Regions from separate parts of the Salvelinus alpinus genome. Here region 1 is linked to region 2. The links are chromatin contacts, called in public Hi-C maps. All regions are on one chromosome and are shown on one strand. The core of a region is the stretch at or near the end of the contact, and the rest is flanking DNA. Distances in the headings are between cores, read along the strand shown. Region 1 holds the start of LOC139571599 (metalloproteinase inhibitor 2-like). Region 2 holds the start of usp36 (ubiquitin specific peptidase 36).

Region 1 (7,113 bases), core at 1,088-3,587, 160 kb after region 2:
GTTAATTTTTTTAATCCCGAAAACTCCTCAGTCCTTAACGATGACAAGCATACCCATAACATGATGCAACCACCATTATGCTTGAAAATATGTAGAGTGGTACTCAGTAATGTGTTGTATTGGATTTGCCCCAAACATAACACTTTGTATTCAGAACAAAAAGTGAATTGCTTTGTCACATTTTTAGCAGAATTACTTTAGTTCTTTATTGCAAACAGCATGCATGTTTTGGAATATTTTAATTCTGTACAGGCTTCCTTCTTTTCACTCTGTCAATTAGGTTAGTATTGTGGCGTAACTACAATGTTGACCCATCGTCAGTTTTCTCTTATCACAGCCATTAAACTCTGTTGCTGTTTTAAAGTCACCACTGGCCTCATGGTGAAATCCCTGAGCGGTTTTCTTCCTCTCTGAGTTAGGAAAGACGCATGCATTTTTGTAGTGACTGGGTGTATTGATACACCACCCAAAGTGTATTTAATAACTTCACCATGCTAAAAGGGATATCTGTCTGCTTTTTCCCCCATCTACCAATAGGTGCCCTTCTTTGTAATGCATTGGAATACCTCACTGGTCTTTGTGGTTGAATCTGTCTTTGAAATTCACTGTTTGACTGTGGGACCTTACAGATTATTGCATGTGAGGGGTACAGCGATGAGGTAGTCATTCAACAATCATGTTAAACACTATTATTGCGCACAAAGTGAGTCCATGCAACTTATTATGTGACTTGTTAAGCACATTTTTACTACTGAACTCAGGTTTGTTGGCTGCACCCACTAATTGTCCACACCTGATCTTAATGAGTGCTTGTTTCCTTTGAAATGGGTGTGTTTGAATAGACTCATATTAACAGCTTTGTATGACTTAGCATGCTAGCTCCAACCCGGTGGCGCAGTGGACTAATTCTATGGATAGAGAACAGAAGATTCCACAACAAAAAATGAATGCCTAAGCAAATTAATTTCCATGTGTCCTATCTGTGCTTAGAGTTGAAAACAGTCAACCCAAACTAAGCTAGCAGTATTATTAAAAGTCTTATTTGAAACATGTTCTCAGAATGTTATTGAATTATCTTCAAATAACCTATCATTTCTGTTATCAGAACATTAATAAAACTTCCCAGGAAAACTTTCAGGGAACCATAGTAAAACGTTCTCAGAACCTCCCTGCAACCTAAAAATAAATGTTCCCGGAACAGGTGAAGTTCACATTTCAGCTCTCAGGATGTTTAAAAAACAATACGTTTTACCAGTCAGGAAGCTGATGGCTTTGTTCCCAGAACCAATGGGAAACCAAAAACCCATTCCCACATTCCAACAACCAAATGTGCTAGCTGGGAGGCTTTCAAAAGGCACTTCAGACAAACAGATTATAACTTTGGTGTGCAATAGAATTGTGTCTTTGGAGCATTCAAATGTATGTTCCGTGGCAATTTTTCTTCACAATATGATGCAGATAGGCTCATTCTGTTCAGGACAACCCAGGCTATAACGTATGTCATCCTTGTAACTGTGGATAAAAAATAGAGATCATAAACATTGATACTGTAAATTACATTAATTTTCAAATACAGAAATGTGAGTGGTTTGCTTGTATGACATCAAAATGGTATTTATTATAATCCTTAATATCACATATTTTATAACACATCGACTCCTCTCAATTTAACGCATTTCCCTCACTCAGACAACAACAAATGTGCAAAAGTATCCAAATTAGCGGGAGGGAAGGTGTTATCTTCTTGTCTCTTGTGGTGCTCAAGTTTATAACGGCTGTCAGTCAAAACCCCTACCAGTGCTGTGAAGCGGAGAACCTGAGCTCTTATGTCATGTATAGCGTGTTACTGTACAGCCAATTTAGGCGCTTATCAACAACAATCTGCCATTTTCATCTCATTTATGGGATGACAGGGGCAAGTGAACTGAGCAGTTGGGCAAGTTGAGCCTGCTATAAAATTCCACCAGGTGTTTTTATTTTTTTTACTGAAAGCAACAAAACTTGAAGGAATTCCAGTAGGCTTAGACCATGTTATTATTTACAATGACGGCATACCCTTCCAAACCCGGACGCTGGGCCAATTGTGCGCCGCCCTATGGTACTCCCAATCGCGGCCAGATTGTGATACAGCCTGGAATCAAACCAGGGTCTGTAGTGACGCCCCTAGCACTGAGATGCAGGGCCTTAGATCGCTGCACCACTCGGGAGCCCCCCAAAAACTAAAACTGATATTTCAGTTTCATCCCCAATTTATGGCAGCCGGGCATGTTGAGCCTGTGGTTGAGCCATTGGTTAGAGGATTTTTTTAATGAATGGTTGCTGTTCTGGAGTAATAGAATGCTCAGCCTACCATAGGCTGGGTTCTGACTGGGGGAGGAGCTCACAGCCTGCAATAAATAGCGGATGTCTACGTTGAGGGGAAAGTATTTCCGAGAGTTATACGTCGTCCTGGGAACAGTCTCGAAGGGAAATACGTTTTATTGTAATTTACGCCTCACACTTTCATTAGTCGGATCCTTTTGTGATATTTGGGTAACCATAATTCGTTTCCAAATGACGCGGTATGTAAGCAGTTTCATTACTCTGCTCGTTCTGTTCCTTTGGCGGGTCGAAGACATCGCAGAGGCTTGCAAATGCTCCCCTCCGCATCCCCAACAGGCTTTTTGCGATGCAGATATAGGTAAGGCGAATTTGGCAACATTTCACTTTTCAGCTTTTCTTCACATGTTGAAGCTATCAATACGCAGCATGGAAACATTTTATGTATTGTCTGTGGTCGTAGTATAAATAATTAGGACATGCTCATTAAGCCTGTTTACATATTCTCACACTTATTTACAGAATTAAGTAGGCGACAGTAAGATGGGCTCTCAACCCTGTTCCGGGAGAGCTATGCTCCTGTAAATGTTAAATCAAACCCGTTTGTAACGAACCTGAGTCAGTTTATCAAGCAGCTAATTATTAGAATCAGGTGCGCTAGATTAGGATTGGAGCGAAACCTATAGGACGGCAGCTCTCCAGGAACAGGGTTGAGAGCCCTGCTTTGCTTTAGGCATAGTGTGCCTACACATTGAGGTCTGTTTACAAAACATTAAGGACACCTGCTCTTTCCATGACATGGACTGGCTAGGAGTTAACTATGATCCCTTATTGATGTCACTTGTTCAATCCACTCCAATCAGAGTAGTTGAAGGGGAGTAGACAGGTTAAAGAAGGCTGTTTAAGCCCTGAGACATGGCTTGTGTATGTGTGCCATTCAGAGGGTGAATGGGTAAGACCAAAGATTGAAGTGCCGTTAAATGGGGCATGGTAGTAGGTGCCAGGCGCACAGGTTTGTGTGAAGAACTGCAACGCTGCTGGGTTTTTCACAACAGTTTCCTGTGTATCAAGAATGGCCCACCACCCAAAGGACATCCAGCCAACTTGACACAACTGTGGGAAGCATTGGAGTCAACATGGGCCGGCATAACTATGGAATGCTTTCGACGCCTTTTCGAGTCCATGTGCCAATGACTTGAGGTTCTGTTCTATGGCATAATCGTATAGCAGCAACTACTGTACCAGACACTCTGCTGCATCTTCCTACCTGAACCAATCATCTACAGAGGGCATGCTTAAACCAGGTGTGTCAAATTAAAAGCAGAAGACCAGCGCTAGGAATGTAGGACCAGGAGGGAAATGGACTAGACATCTGTTTTGGTGTAAACCTAGCCAGAATGTTACACTGAGTCTTAACTTATGCACAAACATTCTGAGAAGACTGTAAAATTTTGGGTCTGTAAAGCATTCTACACTGTTCTCTGATCCATATCACCCTTAAACCATCAGTGTGACAGACCTGTATACCGGAATAGATTTCAATGTTTAACCTTTTCTCCCTCTTCTAGTGATCAGGGCGAAGGTGGTTGGCAAGAAAGCTTTGTCTAACGAGATCAAGTATGACATCCAACAGATCAAGGTATGATCAGCATTTTTATTAAGTGGTTGTTCCTTCCTGCACTGAACATTGAAGCCCCTGAACCCCAGTCTGACAGATGGTCCCAATTGGCTCCAGATCTTAAGTATATGGATAGGTTTAAGCTGTGCAGTTGTGGAGCTTCCACCATATGAAAGAGTCTACTTCTATATAATGCTTCTCCCTAAAGTATTAATGTAGTTATCAGTTGACGTTCCTGTTGGTCCAAGTCTATGGTGACATACTCTATATGAACTCAGCTGCCACTTCATTAAAGCCATCACTACATTCTACCAGATAGTTGGCCCTCTGATGTCACAGGTTGCTACATTGCTGTGTTTAATTCATACAGCCCTTCTACTAAAACTCCCACTGTGCCTTACATGGTTACTAATCTTTAGACATGAGCTAGCCGTCCTTGAGGCTGGGTGTGGTAACTGGAATAAATGACTGCTTGCACCTTACAGATCTGTGAATATCAAAGGGTGTAGACTGACAGTGGCTGAGAGCTGTATTTGGTGAGGTTCTAAACTATGTGTAGATGTTTGACAGATCCTTTCTCTCCTTGTGATTGGCTAGATGTTCAAATGTCCTAACCAGGTTATCCACGCCATCTACACTGCATCCTCCCCAGCCGCATGCGGTGTGACTCTGGAAATCAACAAGGAGTATCTCTTCACAGGTGCTTTTCTCAATACGTCACCCACGTTCTATTGCCAGCACTGGTTAACCTAACCCCATCAGTCCTGAGACTCACCCACAAATCAGCTTTCCATTTATCTGCATGTCCAGCCCTTAGATTTAGCCTCAGTGTTTTACCACTTCTATTTTCAGGATAACCTGGGCTACAAGTAAACAATTTGGCGTAGACTTTGGCATTGAGTTTCATTGACAAATGTTAACATGAGGTCTGCTAAAGCAAATACTTGATAATACTTTACATTTTTTAAATTACCTTTATGTAACTGGGCAAGTCAGTTTAGAACAAATTCTTATTTTCAATGACGGTCTAGGAACAGTGGGTTAACTGCCTTGTTCAGGGGCAGAACGGCAGAATTTTACCTTGTCAGCTCGGGGATTCGATCTTGCAGCCTTTTGGTTACTAGTCCAACGCTCTAACCACTAGGCTAATTACAGCATTCATAAATAAAGTATTATCTTCTCTTTAGAAGAACCCCTTACCTTCTAATGACTCTTGATTAGCTTGTGAGCATCATATAGCACAACATGTTACATGTTTAGAGTCTCAGGTTTTTATTAATCTCCTGAACAAAAATATCAATGCCACAGCTTCTAAAATTTTTACATATAATATTCGTATAAGCATTTCAGTAAATTGAAATATATTCATTAGGCCCTAATCTATGGATTTCACATGACTGGGAATACAGATTTGAATCTGTTGGTCGGAGATACTGTACCTTAAAACAAATCTATGGCCGTGGATCAGAACAAGTTTCTGGTGTAACCAACATTTGCCTCATGCAGCGCAACACATCACCTACGCATAGTTTAGGCTGTAGCTTGTGGCATGTTGTCCCGCTCGAAGGTGCTGGATATGGCTGGAACTGGAACACTTCGAACCAGTGCATCTCAAATATGCTCAATGGGTTACATTTCTGCCTATGGAGGTAGTGGGAAATGATCACCCCCACCCCCCCATTTGTTCAGGGACACATTATTCCATTTATGTTAGTCCCATATCTGTGGAACTTGTTCAGTTTGTCTCAGTTGTAGAATCTTATGTTCATACAAATATTTAAACATGTTAAGTTTGCTGAAAATAAACAGTTGACAGTGAGGATATTTATTTTTTGCTGAGTTTCCATTTTTATATTTCTGTTCAGTGGTATTGCGTAACTTGGAAACGATGTGGTAAGTTCAAGGGAATTAGACTGTCTATAGGCACTGGAAATGTGTACAACTAATGCATTACTTATTACTAGTATGTACACTTATGATGAGAAATCTCTGTTCTGGGCTGCATCAGTATGTCTTCACACTCCAGGGTGACGTTATACCCAGAGATGTATCCTAACCATTAGTGGAACAAATGCTGAACTGAGCCAAGATCAGCATCTAGGGGCAACAGTACCCTACACCATGTTTCCCCCATGGTACATTGACTCACTATCTCCTCTGTCTGTAGGCAAGCTGGAGACTGGAAGGATGCATGTAACACTGTGTGGCTATAATCCGCCCTGGGAGGACGTGAGTGCTGCACAAAAGAACGGCTTGACTCGCCTCTACAAAAGTGGCTGCGATTGCAAGGTGTGTGATGGGAATTATAGTCATATTACTGTACACCAATATTTCCACAGCACATTTTCTAAAAGGGAGTATATTACTCTGGTCACATTGGCTAAATAAATGAGCTAGAGTATTGGGATAATGATCAGTGATCTTGGTCTCTCTGCTCCACAGATCATCCACTGCAATTCCCTCCCCTGTCCAATCAGCACCACAGATGCATGCCTGTGGATGGACTGGGGGACTAACAATGGCCAAAACCTTGCCTGTATCAAGAGTAATGGGTCTTGTGCTTGGCAGTAGTTCATAGATATTGAAGACTCCTGTACTCTACAAGCCATCCGCTCAGTGAGTCTAGATGACAAAGCTGCAAATGTGTAGATTTAAATGAACCAACACATCTTACTGGTCACTTCTTGTAAAATAAACAAATCACACATAGCACTGTGTTAATTTCTTCTGACATTAATTTGTTTTTTTAACTGGAACCAAAGCTGTTATCAAAACCCCAAATGGTGCTCTGTGTTGTCTGATATGGTTATATGTAAATTGATCAGTTTTCCTGAAGCATCAAGCAGGGTGAAATGTAAGTAGTTCAGATGGTATGTTCTTCATGTCTAGAACAAACTGTCTTCTCTGAAAGGAATCATGTCGGCTCTAATGGCATTTCTATCTGCAACATTCAACATGTGTCCCTTTAGTAGTTGGGTCTAAACCAGGGCTTTACCTATAATGACGTTGACCATTAAACAACTTGGACTCATTCCTAAGTAATGTTCTTTAGTGGGATGACTAGTCCATACATTTCAGTCATTTAGCAGACCTTCAAAGACCAGGGATCGTTTTGAAAGCCTTCTAAAAGGGCAGTACTTGGTAGATGGGGGAACAAATCAGACATTTATCTCTAA
Region 2 (6,696 bases), core at 1,382-3,881:
CATGTATCCCACAAAAAATGGTTCGCTGTTATAAGCTAACTGTTTGATGAATTCCCCAAATTCACCAGAAAGTTTCCAACCCTTTGCAACCGTAGCAAAAAACACCAGAAAGAGAGACTGAGGGGCAAAATACAGACCCTCAAATGGTTGGGCAGACGTGGACAACATGGACTTACATTCTACAGAGGGATTTGGAGGTGAAAACGTAACATTTAAGCAGCTGCATTCTCTCCACAGCTCCACCAATCTGTCATAATTATGGGTAAATCCTGCCTATTTCTACAATTTCTCATCTTAAAATATGATAATAAACCCTAACACTACTAACCTTAAGACCAAAAAACACTTTTTGTATTCAGAAATTTTTACAATAGACAATTTTCAATTTGTGGCTGTGGTAGCTGTTGGTTTCATCTTTGCCGTCATTGTTTGGGTCTCACATGCTTTCCCAATCGCATCGTATCCCTCCTCATACTACAAGATACAACCAAAATGTGCCCGAATATAAAATCGGGACATCCCACCGGGGGTCTGGAGAACAGAACAGCCAGAATCAGTGTGTCCTTGACCCGCTCAAACTACACGAGTCCCAATGACCTGATCCTAGCCCAAGTTCATAGGATTTAATCTCGAACATGAAAATGTGTCTGGGACGGCAAAAACGTGTAGTGTATGCACGGCAATAACCCACAACAACGAGACTGGTTATGCCGAATATACACCACACGATTTTGCCATCTTGTAGTATGAGCAGTGCTACGATGCGATTGGCAGCAGTCCATGCCCAATGAGCACTCAGCATGTGAGACCAAAACAATGTCGGAGAAGAGGAACGCAACAACAACCCGCACCGTGTGGACCAAGGTGATGGAAAACTGATTGGTGGATGCCTTTTCAATGGACGGGTTTGTTTTACATGGTCAGGTGCCCCAGCTTAGCAAAGTTTGCCCATTTAAGAAGATTCCAAGGGTCTTTAAGTAAAATCTCCACTCACCCGGGGCATCGTGCCATGCAAAACGAACTCCACCAATATTACATTGCGTCCTACCATGACAGAAACAAAAAATCTAATTTATTATTATCCATATTCTGTGCACCCATCTCTTTTGGGATGTTTCTGCACATAATAATGTGCACATTATCTCAACACTAATAAAGCAGCTCAAAGTTTGCATGTGGGTATTTTTCCCTACGACAATAGAAACGCAGGGGGATCAACTAAGGAATCATCGTGTAATGTGAGCACCACAGTCCTGGGGTTGAAGATGGATGGAATTAAAGATTTGGGACAAGGAGATAGGTAAATGTGAGCACATCCAAGTTGTTACGATTGTATTAGTCGTGTGGTGTATGCCCAGCATTAGCTACTTGCCACAAATAGCTAGTATTACAAACCTGCTTCTTATAAGGCCAAATAGTCCATATGTTTCGACTTGGAGGTTCAGCATGGAAGATGCTGAATCTCAAGTCTTAACATCGGCTATAAACCCAGCGAGTCCCATTGCTGGACATTGATATTTTCAAACACTGAACTTCTGTCGGGAAACAAGCCAACTTCCCTGACTGAGACTTGACCAGTGTTTACAAAAAAGTATGCACAGGATTGTGAAGTGTAGCTAGCAAGTTAACCTAGCTATTCCAGTAATGTACTGTTTACTAGCTCGCGCTCTCCCCCTTAAGTACAACAATACCATAGTTCACTAGCTTACGGTTATATAGTGCAAAATTAACATGTGTTTGTAGATTGTTAGTTAGCTAAATAAGACACCGCGACTTAGTCGCTAGCAAATATTTTACAGACAGAGCAAGTTAGCTAGCCAGCCATGTTGGCTGCAGGAACTACTAACGTTACATAGTAAGTTAGTAGCTAGCAAGCCAGGTTAGATACTAGACATTCTAGCTAGCTTAGCCATCAAACGTTAACTAATCTGCAAAGCGAGACAAATACAATGCAATTTGTGACATTCTTTTTATTTCATTGTTATGGGGCCTCGTTCAATATGTACTTATCTGTGTATCTAACTTGATATTTAACTAGCCAACTTGACCAAGGCAGTGTAATTAGCTAGCTCGTCTATTGCCGCTAGCTAGTCGGACCTGGTTTGGTCAAAATGTCTCCACGCGGAGTACTGTGGGTCACGAGAGGAAAACGTTAGCTAACATCTGAGTTGGAAACACGTAACTTTAGTTACTACGCTAGCCGATAAACAAACATGCTTTAGATGAGGGATAACAGTTAGCGTTATTCGTTACATGTATCTATTTGTAACAACTGAAAACTGTCACTGAATGGATAGCTAGCTAACAAAAATAACCACGTAACATCAGTAAGCTAACTGTTTACTGCTAGCTTTCTGGTTAGCAACTTTGCTAACGACTAACGTGGCGTCTCGATGCTGCAATGTGGTTAGCTAGCTACCTCCCAACCTCCTCACAATATCCGTCAGATGTTTAGTCGTTATAAAAACAGATCGATAGACTGATCATTAGTAACACTCACCTTAAGTTCAATCATCCGAAAACGACGACTGTTTGGCGATAAAGACACTCTGCCTGGCTACAGTTCCTTAATTGTGTTACATTCTTTCCCCCATGCTGCATTCTGAGAGGGTGTGGGCAAGCATGACTGACAGATTTGTGAAGCCAATGAAAATGCAGGTTAGCAAATCAAATCAAATCAAATTGTATTTGTCACATGCGCCGAATACATCATGTGTAGTAGACCTTACCGTGAAATGCTTACTTACAAGCCCTTAACAATGCAGTTCAATAAATAAATGTAGGAAAATATTTACTAAAAAAACTAAAGTAAAACATTAAATAAAAAGTAACCCAATAAAATAACAATAACGAGGCTATATGCAGGGGGTTCCGGTACCGAAAGTTAATTTGTACATGTAGGTAGGGGTAGTGACAATGCATAGATAATAAACAGCAAGTAGCCACAGTGTAAAAACTATGTGTGTGTGTGTGTGTGTGTGTGTGTGTGTGTGTGTGTGTGTGTGTGTGTGTGTGGGGGGGGGGGGGGGGGGGGGGGGGTCAATGTTAATAGTCTGGGTGGCCATTTGGTTAATTGTTCAGCAGTCTTATGGCTTGGGGGTAGAAGCTGTTAAGGAGCCTTTTGGACCTAGACTTGGTGCTCCGGTACCGCTTGCCGTGCGGTAGTAGAGAGAACAGTCTATGACTTGGGTGAATTTGTTGGGCCTTCCTCTGACACCGCCTAGTATATACAGTACAGTCAAAAGTTTGGACACACCTACTCATTCAAGGGTTTTTCTTTATTTTTAATATTTTCTACATTGTAGAATAATAATGAAGACATCAAAACTATGAAATAACAGATATGGAATCATGTAGTAACCAAAAAAGTGTTAAACAAATCAAAATATATTTTATATTTGAGATTCTTCAAAGTAACAACCTTTTGCCTTGATGACAGCTTTGCACACTCTTTGCATTCTCTCAACCAGCTTCATGAGGTAGTCACCTGGAATGCATTTCAATTAACAGGTGTGTCTTCTTAAAAGTTCATTTGTGGAATTGATTTCCTTCTTAAGCCAATCAGTTGTGTTGTGACAAGATAGGGGTTGTATACAGAAGATAGACATATTTGGTAAGTCCATATTATGGCAAGAAACAGCTCAAATAAGCAAAGAGAAACAACAGACATGAAGATCAGTCAATCCGGAAAATTTCAACAACTTTGAAAGTTACTTCAAGTGCAGTCGCAAAAACCTTAAAGCGCTATGATGAAACTGAGGACCGCCACAGGAAAGGAAGACCCAGAGTTACCTCTGCTGCAGAGGATAAGTTCATTAGAGTTACCAGCCTCAGAAATTACAGCCCAAATAAATGCTTCTGTCACGTTCTGACCTTTATTTTCCTTTGTTTTGTCTTTAGTTAGTATGGTCAGGGCGTGAGTTGGGGTGGGCAGTCTATGTTATGTGTTTCTATGTTTAGGTTTGTCAATTGGCCTGATATGGTTCTCAATCAGAGACAGGTGTTTTGCATTGTCTCTGATTGGGAACCATATTTAGGTTGCCTGTTTTCATTGTTGGTTTGTGGGTGTTTGTTTCCTGTGTCTGTGTTCGTGTTCGTGCCACACGGGACTGTTTCGGTTAGGTTTCTTTGTTATTTTGTAATTTTTGTCATGTTCAGTTAATTATATTAAAACATGGACACTTACCACTCTGCGTCTTGGTCCGATCCCTGCTACACCTCCTCTTCAGACGAAGAGGAGGAAATCAGCCGTTACAGCTTCAGAGTACAAGTAACAGACACATCTCAACATCAACTGTTCAGAGGAGACTGCGTGAATCAGGCCTTCATGGTTGAATTGCTGCAAAGAAACCACTACTAAAGGACACCAATAATAAGAGACTTACTTGGGCCAAGAAACACAAGCAATGGACATTAGACTGGTGGAAATTTGTCCTTTGGTCTGATGAGTCCAAATTTGAGATTTTTGTTTCCAACCGCTGTGTATTTGTGAGATGCAGCGTAGGTGAAATGATGATCTCCGCATTTGTGGTTCCCACCGTGAAGCATGAAGGAGGAGGTGTGGTGGTGTGTGGGTGCTTTGCTGGTGACACCATCAGTGATTTATTTAGAATTCAAGGCACGCTTAATCAGCATGGCTACCACAGCATTCTGCAGCGATACGCCATCCCATCTGGTTTGCGCTTAGTGGGACTATCATTTCTTTTTCAACAGGACATTGACCCAACAAACCTCCAGGCTGTGTAAGTGCTATTTGACCAAGAAGGAGAGTGGAGTGCTGCATCAGATGACCTGGCCTCCACAATCACCTGACTTCATCCCAATTGAGATGGTTTGGGATGAGTTGGACTGCAAAGTGAAGGAAAAGCAGCCAACAAGTGCTCAGAGCCGGCCAAAATCCATCTCGCTCCGTCTTGTCCCACTGCCGGCCACTGGGCTTCCTCTCATCATCATATTTGGTGGTGAGTGGAAACGCCAAACGGATGCTTCAGATTCATACATCCGGTGAAACATATGACTCATTGTTCTATCTGTGGTAACATGCTGGAAATCCAGAGGATTTCATTGATTGATATAATTGAAAACACAGTGCTTGGCTGTTATGTAACATGAATTATGGCATATTATTATGGCATGTCTGGCACACCACAAGACATAAGCCTTCCTTGTTTTCTGTATTTCTTGTTTATAATTTCGCAATAAATGTATCATACCCCCCAATTTAAACAAAATGAATATAAGAATATGAATCACTTATTGTGCATGTCCAATCTCAAATATGAGATGTCCTCAATTAAGAATGTGCACTTTTGAATCTAACATAGCCTTGAACTGTCACAAACATTAATGGACCTCTACCATTTTCAATGACCCCTACACTAAAGTTTATTCCATCCCGTGATTTTGACTGCTTTTCTTCATGTGGAATGTAGTAATAATTGTACATTTCCAGTGTATTCCAGAGGGCACTCTGTAATCAAATAGTCAACACGGGCAGGCACATAGATCTGTCAGCAGGAGGAGCCATTGTACCACCATAAAAATTCAGCATGACTAACAACTCAAATATGGGCATAATAATAATTATAATAATGGGTGAAATATTGTGTCATATAAATTGTGCTGCACAATTGCTGAACAAGTAAATAAACACAGATGTATATCTAAACTTTTATTTGTATCATTTGTCCATTGTCTGAAGATACCATACAGTTCGAATGATACAAGGAGTCAAATGCATGCAAAAAATTGTGTTGCTTCTCTACACACCAGTCTCATGTGGATCTAGCACGAGTTGTCCATTTTCATTCTACTTTTCTGCTAGTATTACATAGAGACACTTACTAATACAGAATTGATACCATGTACATTACAGGAGAATTTAATATTTTTTACGTGGATATACAAGTTTTGAGTTATATGATACAGTATCCCTGTCCTGTAGGCAAATGATTGATCAGTTATTATAGCAGTACAACATTGTGTTCAGTTTTCACTGAAGTAATACAACAGTAATGGTAGATGAACCTCTTCTAGAGGACGGGTCATGATGAAGCAGAGAACAGGTAACCAACAAGCTACTCTGACAGGCTGGGTTCAAACCCAGGTGTCCAATGCACCCCAAGACTATGTTAGCCCGCTAAGCTAAAACCTTGGCAATAGCTTGGGGAGCTAATGCAAGTCTTCAGTGGAGATTATGGCATGCTACAATATGGATCTGTTTTGTGAAGTAACTACGTGTACTGTAAAGTGAACAGAAAACTGCACAAAACTGCTACAATATTCGAGAATATTCACACACAAAAAAAGTTTGTGTTTTCTACAAAGAACACATGTAATTTGCAGAAAGGCATAACGAATCTCCCAATTTCTCGAATGAAATATGTTCTTACACAGAGGCATTACACCGAGGCATTACACCAAGAGACATACAAAACAACCAAAGCAAAATATAATAATTATACCAGAACTAAACAAATATAAAATACGTACATAACAAACAAATGGAAGATTCAATGACTTTGTTTTCAGACTGTACTGTGTGGCATGTGCAGTGTAGTTATATAAACATAGCACTGTGTGAACCAAAGCAGCCAGGTTTACAGTCTCCGTTGCAGAGAAATCAACAAAGGGTTTTGTCCATAGTAAGACCTCAGATAAGCCAGTTAATATTATAATACGAATGATGAAGCAGTT

The links. A called contact is a pair of places that touch in the nucleus more often than the background predicts.
Region 1: a Hi-C map of red muscle shows a contact between it and region 2, with 11 times the contacts expected there. The contact joins the promoter of LOC139571599 here to the promoter of usp36 in region 2. A contact is called at or near these places in 2 of 3 Hi-C or Micro-C datasets (muscle and red muscle).

What each region holds. Positions count from the first base shown.
Region 1 is chr1:22,517,702-22,524,814 of SLU_Salpinus.1, forward strand. It overlaps LOC139571599 (metalloproteinase inhibitor 2-like), which reads left to right and starts at 2,338. Exons shown (of 5, transcript XM_071394609.1): 1 at 2,338-2,680; 2 at 3,888-3,958; 3 at 4,535-4,637; 4 at 6,105-6,226; 5 at 6,380-6,646. The coding sequence starts at 2,404. The coding sequence ends at 6,508.
Region 2 is chr1:22,358,914-22,365,609 of SLU_Salpinus.1, forward strand. usp36 (ubiquitin specific peptidase 36) reads right to left here and starts at 2,632. Exons shown (of 21, transcript XM_071394149.1): 1 at 2,501-2,632. LOC139571563 (metalloproteinase inhibitor 2-like) reads right to left here. Exons shown (of 5, transcript XM_071394553.1): 5 at 5,659-6,696.